3 separate regions of the Capsicum annuum genome follow, and all the other regions are linked to region 2. The links are chromatin contacts, called in public Hi-C maps. All regions are on one chromosome and are shown on one strand. Each heading gives the region's core, a stretch centred on a gene start, on an enhancer-like site or on the middle of the called end of the contact. The rest is flanking DNA. Distances are from core to core; before and after follow the strand shown. Region 1 holds the start of LOC107850365 (protein GIGANTEA). Region 2 holds the start of LOC107850875 (trihelix transcription factor DF1). Region 3 has its middle 15 kb from the start of LOC107850700.

What was found. A called contact is a pair of places that touch in the nucleus more often than the background predicts.
Region 1: a Hi-C map of leaf shows a contact between it and region 2, with 3 times the contacts expected there. The contact joins the promoter of LOC107850365 here to the promoter of LOC107850875 in region 2. A contact is called at or near these places in 2 of 5 Hi-C or Micro-C datasets (leaf and placenta).
Region 3: a contact with region 2 is called in a Hi-C map of placenta, with 4 times the contacts expected there. The contact joins the enhancer-like site here to the promoter of LOC107850875 in region 2. A contact is called at or near these places in 2 of 5 Hi-C or Micro-C datasets (leaf and placenta).

What each region holds. Positions count from the first base shown.
Region 1 is chr12:189,162,982-189,166,092 of UCD10Xv1.1, reverse strand. It overlaps LOC107850365 (protein GIGANTEA), which reads right to left and starts at 1,752. Exons shown (of 15, transcript XM_016694845.2): 1 at 1,566-1,752; 2 at 311-403. The coding sequence starts at 397.
Region 2 is chr12:188,866,141-188,869,287 of UCD10Xv1.1, reverse strand. LOC107850875 (trihelix transcription factor DF1) reads right to left here and starts at 1,810. Exons shown (of 2, transcript XM_016695672.2): 1 at 1,295-1,810; 2 at 1-560. The coding sequence starts at 1,602.
Region 3 is chr12:189,235,234-189,238,297 of UCD10Xv1.1, reverse strand. No RefSeq gene overlaps it. Among protein-coding and RNA genes, the nearest start is that of LOC107850700, 15 kb to the right of the region's middle. Within about 2 kb of position 1,442, at least 1 of the 5 cell types and tissues checked has an H3K27ac peak or open chromatin away from gene starts, as enhancers often do.

The sequences.
Region 1 (3,111 bases), core at 503-3,002, 300 kb before region 2:
CTCTAGGTCTGCTGCTATTGATGAGTTTACTCCCATTGACTTTTTGAGTAAGATCAGTAGGCAATAGGCTCACATCCAACTTCATAGAAGGAAAGATCAGAGTCATTTTATCTTTATTACTCCCTAGAAGGCGGAACTCTTACTTCTGCTTAGTACGTTGTTTATATGCTTCTTAATAAGCCAGAGGCCACTCTTTTTTGTTCTTTTGCTAGCGCAAAAGGTCACAATAGCTAGTTTAAAATATCCCTAACAAACCCAAAAAAAAATAAAAATATACAAAGATATTGTAGTGAAGCAGATGAGCGCACACCTTCCGCTGCTGTGCATCTTGTGGAGGAGGCCAAAATAATGAGGAGAAATGAAGACCATCAATCCACCTTTCGCTTGCAGAAGCCATATATAACTGTTTGACAATCCAAGAATTTTATTGATATGAGAAACTACTGACCATCAACACCACTACAACCTCTACCATTCAAGGATCAAAATACTGTAATTCAACACATTTGAATCCTACGTTGCTCGGACTCTTCAAAAATATCAACGTGAGTGTTGTGTCGGATTCTCCAAAAGTAGCATATTTTTGGAGAATCCAGGTGCAGCATCAAAAATGAAGAGTCCCTGCAACTTAGTTTGGATCCCAATCCGAGGATTGTCCCGTTCCCTTATCAAGAAAAATCACCTTAGAGTTCCAAGCTATAACCAGCTTATGGCGGTTGTAAATTTCACTATTTTAACAGTAATATAACAATGATAACACACCAAATTTCGCTATTTAAAAATAAGAAGACAATAGTAATATACCCCCTGATCCTACACACAAAATAAATAAATAAATAAATTCAAACTGTTAAAAATATGCACAACGAAATTAGTACCTTTTGAAAACTATAAATAAAAAGGGTTAACAAAAAATAACTTTTCTTCATTTTTTTCTCATAAACAGAAAAAACGTTTGCAGTTCATTTAGAAAATTATCACTTGCACAAATTATTCAAAAATAAATAAATAACAAAGTATTATCAAGCAAATTAGAAGTGCAACTAATTCTCCAATTATATACTTTTTTTAAAATAAAAAAAAAACTTCGAAAATAGTAAAATAAAAATGATTATCAATTTTTAAAAAAAGGGATCATCAAGTAAATTAGAAGTGCAGCCAATTCTCCGATTTTATACCTTTTTTTACTAAAAGAAACAAAAAAAACTTAGAAAAATAGTAAAATAAAACTGATTATCATTAAAAAAAAATCCAAAATTAACCTTAAAAAGAGTATTATCAAGTAAAATTAGAAGTGCAGCTAATTATCCAATTATTTACTGTTTCTTATTCCTGAAAAAAAAAAAAAGCACTTCGAAAATAGAAAAATAAAACTGATTATCAATTTTTAAAAGTTCTTAACCTTACCAAAAAAATACAGCTCAACAAACATAAGCACAAATAAACATAGGAGTATGGGCATAATTTTTTTTCTAAAATTAAAGCAAAATTAAGAAGAAAAAAATTATTACAGAAAATTTATTTGAAGAAACGGGAAAAAGATTTTTCATTTTTTAGGAAATTACCGTAGATGGGAATTCTGAAAACTGTGTGTAAATCTGGTAATAGATTTTGAGTGAGATTAATTGAAGAGTATTTATTTTTTTTAAGGAAAAAGATTTTGGAGAAGAATAATACGAGGAGGACAGAGGTTTTAAAAAGAGAAAAAGATATGGAGCAGAAACAAGATCTTTAACTCTGTGTTTGGGAATGCAAACGTGGCGATGATATTTTCCTCAGATCTTAAAGTGCCCATGTGGCGACCAAGTGGACTACGCATCAGATTTTTACCGTATGGGTCTTCATGGTTTGGTTAGAAATGATCCGAATCCATTTATATTTGGTTTGATATTTGGCTAAAGCAAATAGCATTTTAAGACTTAAATTATGAAAAATAGCAATATTTTTATAAAATTATATTGTAATAAAAATAATATTTTTTTAAATGGGGTCTCTCATTTATCGCCGGTTAAAAGTTACCGTATATAAGGTTGTCTTTTTCACGCCACTTCTTTTTCTTTTTCCTTTAATTAAAAATTACTTTATCTTTTATTATTTGAAATCTCTCAGATTTCTCTTTCAAACGTTTTCTTTTCTCATTTTTTTTCATAACTTGAAAAGGATAGCGTTCCACAATTTCAGGTAACTAATAAATTCAATTATTGCATGTTATCTATTTCATAATTTTTTATTTTTTATATTTTGCACCGTAAATCATTAACAACTTCGAGTTTGAGGTTTTTATACTCTAATGGTAGAACACACATCAAAAATACGAATAAATGAGGGATACTACCTATTAATTTGTTATCTGATAATGCGCCATCATTTAGTCTTGTATTAACTCAAGACGAAATATTTAAAGTTTTTTCTACTCCTATACAGTCGAAGAAATCAGTGAGTACGAAGGAGCTTAGATTCAAGTTTCGTAACGATCCAACGAAGATGACTGATATTTAAAAAAAATTATTGAAAAAAACTTCTTCTCCCAAAGCCATAAAATTATAAAAATATTAGAAGAAAGGGAAAGCAAAAGAAATTGCAGAGTCAAGCAATATTGTAAATGATGATGGTAAAAACTCTTCTGGTCATGAGTCGAAAGAGGTTGAGGAAGAAGAGATATTTTTATTTATTGATATGTATTTAGGGATTTCAGTAAAACTGATATCATTTTGGGTTAATATATATTTTGGTGAAGCTAATATGTATTTATTGATATGTATTTTGGTGAAGTTGATAGTTTAAATAAACATTGTGGGGTAATATGTATTCATTTGTATTTGTATGTTAAATACATATGCTAATTTACATGTGTAAAAAATATATTTATATATAATTGTTATGTATTTTCAGTATATTGAAATGTTGAAATATACATTTGGATATTCTATTTGTTTAAACATTCAGTTGGGGTTATTGATGTATTTGTATTTTTTTGAAATACAAATACATTTTCAAATATTTTTTCAATACTGTATATATAGGCTTGGCATATATACAAATTGACTGACTAAATATACATTTAAGGTACATGAAAGTATTTTGTATTTTTATATATACATATGCGCTCTC
Region 2 (3,147 bases), core at 561-3,060:
TCCGCTTCTTCATGTGCCGCCTTTGTATATCCTCATCTGATGAAGTCGAAGAAGATGAAGTCGAATTTGATAGAAAACTAGTGGTTGTATTACCTTGAGGTTGATTTATCTGGTTCAAGTTAGCCATTGGCTGTTGTATTGCTGGTTGTGATTGTTGTTGTGGCTGTGATAGTAGCAGTGCAGGCATCATAGGATGATTAACAGCCGGCACTGCTGCTGTCACAACATTATTATGAGAAACAACAAACGGAAGACTTTGTGGTGATGAAGCAGCATTATTTTGTGGCATTGGCATGGGGGGAGGATTTACAGAAGCATTTCCTGACCGCATTGGCATTGCCATTGCCATTGTTATTGGTGGTGCTGCCAACGGAGGTGGGGGTAAAGAATGAGAAGCTGGATTGTTTTCCAAAGCCTGTAACTGATCAAAGAAGCGATAAGTTTTTCCATCTGCTTTAGAAGCACGACCTTCTTTCGTTCTCCTGTGATACTTGTAAACGTTCTCGAATTTCTCTTTACATTTCTTGGCACTTCGATGATATCCCAAGTCCGCCATTTTTCTGATAACAACAACAATTGGCAATGAAACAATTAGAAAGAAACATACCAAAAAAAAACCTCTACTTAATTAACACACCTCATCTATCTTATCTGATCTCATATTCATTATCCATTAAGAATCAAACAAAATCTCGTACTAATACTTATGCTCGTATATATTTTTACATATATAAAGATAGTTGGTAATAGTAATAATTAATAAGGATTAAGAAACCATTAATCAAAACTAAGGTAATTTAAGAAATGAAAAAGCCTACAAACTGGAAAGTCATGTCTAGAAGCACATTTTTCCATTGAAAGGAAAGACGAGAAGGAAATAGCATCAAGAGTCATTATGCAAGATCTACGCAATGTTTTTCCTAGAATTCATTCATATATACCTTTGCTAAATTTATTTAGAAACAGAAAGCATTAAAAGTGTTGATGATCGAGGAGGAGAAAGAAAGTCATCCTAAATTTTGTGCTGGAATAGGCCAAAAAATTGCATAAAAACATAACTGAATAACCAAACAACTGGACAATGAATTCTTCAAAAGCTGCTGAATTCCGGATAAATGAACTGAAACAAATGACTACATATATAGATCTCTTTAGTAGTTCTTAAAAAAAAAAACACACAATAAAAAATAATGATTCGGTTACTGTGAATAATGAATACTATGCATGATGAGGAGGAGGATGAAAGGGTTGGTTAGTTAATTACTCTTAAGAAGAGAAACAAAATTTTCAGTACCTTGAAACTTCTTCCCATAAGGGTCCTTTAAGACTTGAGTCCTTGAAAACAACATCCATATCCGATCTAATTTTCAATAAACTTAAGGTCTCTTGTCTATGCCATCGATTTCCAGCTGAGTTCCTTCCTCCTTCTTCGCTAAATCCACCACCGCCAACTCCCACATCTCCTCCTCCACCATCACCCCCGCCACCCTCACTGCTTCCGCCACTTTCTGGAGCATCTTGTGATGGCGGTGGTAGTAGTGGTGGAGCTGCCGAAATGACAGCTCTACCGGGAGTAGTACTAGTAGAGGAGACACCAAGCATCTTACCCCTATTCTTCTGTGTAAGCAATTACAGCCAGCTGAAATTTTATAAAATAAAAATATTTAATCAAACAACAAAAAAGATTGGTGAATTCTATGGGTTTTTATGAAGATGGGATGTAGTGAATTTGTTAGTAATTTATTTCAGTGGGATCTGTCTGTCAATCTCGACCCCCTCCCCCCCTCCCCCTTAAAATACAAAACAAAAAAGTTTACACACACACAAAAAAAAAAAAAAAGAAAAAGAAATTAAAAAAAAAAAAAAGTAAATGTATTTTCTTTATTATCAAGATAACCAGAAGTAGGGGTGTTCATGGATCAATTTGGATCGGTTATTGGTCAAAATCATAACCAAACCAATTTAGTCGGTTTTTAAATTTCTAAAATTAAATCAAATCAAAACAAAAAAATAACCGTCAGTTTGGTTCTTCTCGGTTTAGTTCGGTTCAGTTCGGTTTCTCAGTTTATAACTTTAGTTAATCATAAAAGTTGAAATTTTTTTAAAAAAATCAAATTCAACATATGAGATGTCAACCGAGTATTGTTCCTCAACCTTGAAACCAAGATGTCAATTTACTGTTATATTTAGGCAAAGCCATGAACCATAAAAACGCTTCTATAAAAGTATTTAGAAACTATATATAAGAGAATGGATATGATAAACCCCCCAAAAAAGTAAACACATAATTTTTTTGCTCAATAAGGACCAAAAAGAAAATTCAAAACTAGTGATTATTTATAGTCTAATAAAACTCACCTATAAAATCCCGTAGACAACAAGATAATTTTCACAATTAGTATCGTTTGTCATTCGAAGTGCGAAAATCATTAGAATTTCATAACGTACCATCAACTAGATGGAGACATATGACTAAAAGTGATATGACTAAAGTTAAATTCAAAATTAATTTTTTTGATATAAAAAATATTTATATTTTATTTATGAATAATATATAAATATAAATATTTTATATATGCATACGTATATGTATATACAAATATATATATATATATATATATATATATATATACATATATATATATGTATATAATAAATTTTATCTGTTCGGTTCGGTTTGATTATTTTGTCGGTTATTTTAGAGTAAAATCAAAACCAAACTACATAAGTCTCGATTTTAAAAATTTAAAACCAAACTAAATCTAACCAAATATCAATTTTTTTAATCGATTTGATTTGATTCGCGGTTCGAGTTGATTTTTAACCAAACCATGAACACCCCTACTCCAGAAGGGGCACTTAAATTGTTTCAAAACAAAAGCAAATGTATTTTCTTTATTATCAAGATAACCAGAAGAGGCACTTAATTGTTTCAAAACAAATACTGTACTGCTACCTCCGTCTCAAATTTTCTAATTTAATTTCTCATTTTACTTGTTTTATTTTTCATTAATCAAGAAGAGACAAAAAAAATTTCATGTTTTACTTCTTACATTAATTACTTTTTCTTCAAATTAAAATATAAACATCATTCAATAGGGATACTATGATAAACTAGTCATGTTATTAATTATTTTTCTTAATCAA
Region 3 (3,064 bases), core at 193-2,692, 370 kb before region 2:
TATACTAGATATCGGAACCCATGCCAGCACAGACCCAATATGTCTCACTCGTTTTACCTCAATTTATGTGACATAAATAGATTTTAAAAGTCAATTAATTTTTTATCGTGATTTAATAATTTTAAAAGTATTTTAAGTAGTGGTTATTGTAATTTATAGTATTTTTTTAATGTAATCTAAAATATATAAATTATTGAAAATGCATTTGCTCCTCTATCCAAATTTCCGTGACACCGATGAAATTTGAAAAGGAAACCAAATTTTTGTTTCACCATAACTTTTTCATTTATTTTTTTTAAAAATATTTTAAGTTGTTAAGTATTGTGATTTATCGTACTATTTACGTAATTTCTAAATATATAAGATATCAAGATTTTTTGTTTAATAATGTCATACTTATCTTATTTCTTTTTGAAAAAAAATAAATCAAAGGCTATATTAAAAATGAGAGCACTTCATTTATTAATTGCAAACACACTAAATCAATTTGATCTCAAAATTATTTATATGCTTCAATTTATACACCGGTCTTTATTTTTTGAAACTCAAATTATCTGAATTTTGTATTATTTTAAAAACTTTTTTTTAGATTATGATATCATGTGAAGAATTGAAACTTATAATATTTTTTATACAATTTTTGATATCTAAATTTTACTATTAAAAATATTAATTTTTTTTAATAAAGAGGCAAAGTAAAACAAAGTAAAAGATCTAAGTCCCAGTGAAATTATGTCAATTCAAAGTGTTATCTAAGTTAGGCTAATTAATGGAATAAAATTTTCAGATTAATTGAGTATTAAGGCATCTAAGAAGCATGTAACAATAGTTTCATTCTCTATGGCACAGCTCTTACCACTTCGTAAATGCGTCTTGTTCTTTTGGAGATAACATGATTGATCGATAATATATTCAAAATACATTTTCGAATAATATTTTCAAAAAATGTAGCTTTTTAATAGTTCTTAGGTTATGCCCTTTTTTAAAAATTAAAAAAATATCATTGATGTCCACTCATTTTTATTTAGAAATAAATTGAAAACATAAAAAATATCACTTATTTTAAAATAGAGGAAGTAACAATTTATAATGTACTGTGGGAAGGATAAAATGTTTGAATAAACAAAATATAATTCTATAGCTATAGTAACAAAATATATGAACCAATCAAAAATAACAAATCAAACATTCAATTACTAAAATGTTCCTAGAGCCTATATAAAATGAGATTCTGCAACAATTTAATCAAAAGTGGTGTATAATTAATTTATCATAAAAGGGCTTAAAGTATGGTAGATTCACAGAAAATTATGTAAAGCAGTGTAAAGTAACAATTGGACAAAGTAAGGGCAAAGACAGATATAATAAGGACAGGCTGCAGCTGACATTTTCGTCCATCATAGTGAACTGCACATAAACTATGTAACAGCTTAAGCAGAGGGTACAAATGATAAAACAACATGGAACAAACAGAAAAATATCCTTAGGTGCCAAAGTAGACATGTTGACCTCTGCCTTCTTTGGCACCAAAACTCCCTTTTATAATATAGGTAATATCTAAAGTATATCTCTTAAACTGAATATCGAGATTCATAGATAACAATTTGTACACCATTTCATAAATTAAAACACTTAATATAATATAAAATTTAGTAAGCATTAATTTTTATACTAGTTTTTATAGTGAGATACTCATTTTGTACATATAAAAAATATAAGAATACCACTTTGTTTGCCTTCAATTTTATGGGTATAAATCTACTGAGCACCATTTTTCATATAAACTCACACAATAAAAAAAATTGTTTTATAGCAACTTTAATACCATTAACATACATTGAGAATGGGATAAGTATTATTTAGTGAATGAAATGAATATATAAATTGATTTCAAACATAATTTCTTAAGTTTAAAAAAAATATAACCAAAAAAAATTATAAATCTGACACAGCAAAAATCAAACACTTTAACTAAGATGCATTGCTCGACAGAGCCTAGATCAAAAGGTAAGACTGAGCTCAAAAGACACAAAAATCACAGATAATATTTCAAAGGTATATTTACTACAACATCATTGTACCCTATAATTACTACTATATATTAGAGAGGATACCAATTTTTGGTAGTCCTTACAAGGTTATTATAGTGATTTAATTAGTTTCTTTATCCTATATTATTGTTTGGTTGATATAGATAAAGTTACTTTGTGTTCTTTCCTGCTATATGGACCTTTGCACTTGGTGCATTTCATAGTATGAGAAATTATTTTATTTTTTTTGTAATTTTAATTGTTTAATTATTATTTTTTTAAAAATAATTGGGAGTAGGGCAAGAAAAATTAGAGAGGTGATTACAAAGCGAAAAATTAAATATTTGCCAACAAAGTAAAGTTCAGATATTCAATAAATTGAACTATTCGAATTACTATATTGTTTAACTAATCAGTAAATCATTTTTTGAATCTTCCATTATAATATTTTATCTCTCACACTTACATTAATGCTATATATTATAGATATTACCAATTTTTGATAGTCCTTACGTGATTATTATAATGATTTAATTAATTTCTTAATCCTATAATATTGTGACATTTGATTGATACAAATGAAGTTAATTTGTGTTCTTTTTTGCTATATGGACCTTTGCATTTGGTGCATTTGTTATAGTATGAGAAATTAAGTTTTTTCTTGTAACTTCAATTGTTTAATTAACTTTTTAAAAAAAAAAATTGGGAGTAGGGCAAGGACAATTAGGGAGGCGATTACAAAGGCAAAAATTAAATATTTTCCAACAAAAGAAAGTTCAGATAGTCAATCAATTGAATTATTCGAATTTTTATATTGTTTAACTAATCGGTAAATCATTTTTAAAATCTTTCATTATAATATTTTATTTTTCATACTTATATTAATGCTATATTTATGAGAGAATACCAATTTTTTATAGTCCTTACAAGGTTATTATAGTGATTTAATTAATTTCTTAATCCTATAATATTGTGACATTTGGTTGATATAGATGAAGTTACTTTGTGTTCTTTCTTGCTATATGGACCTTTGT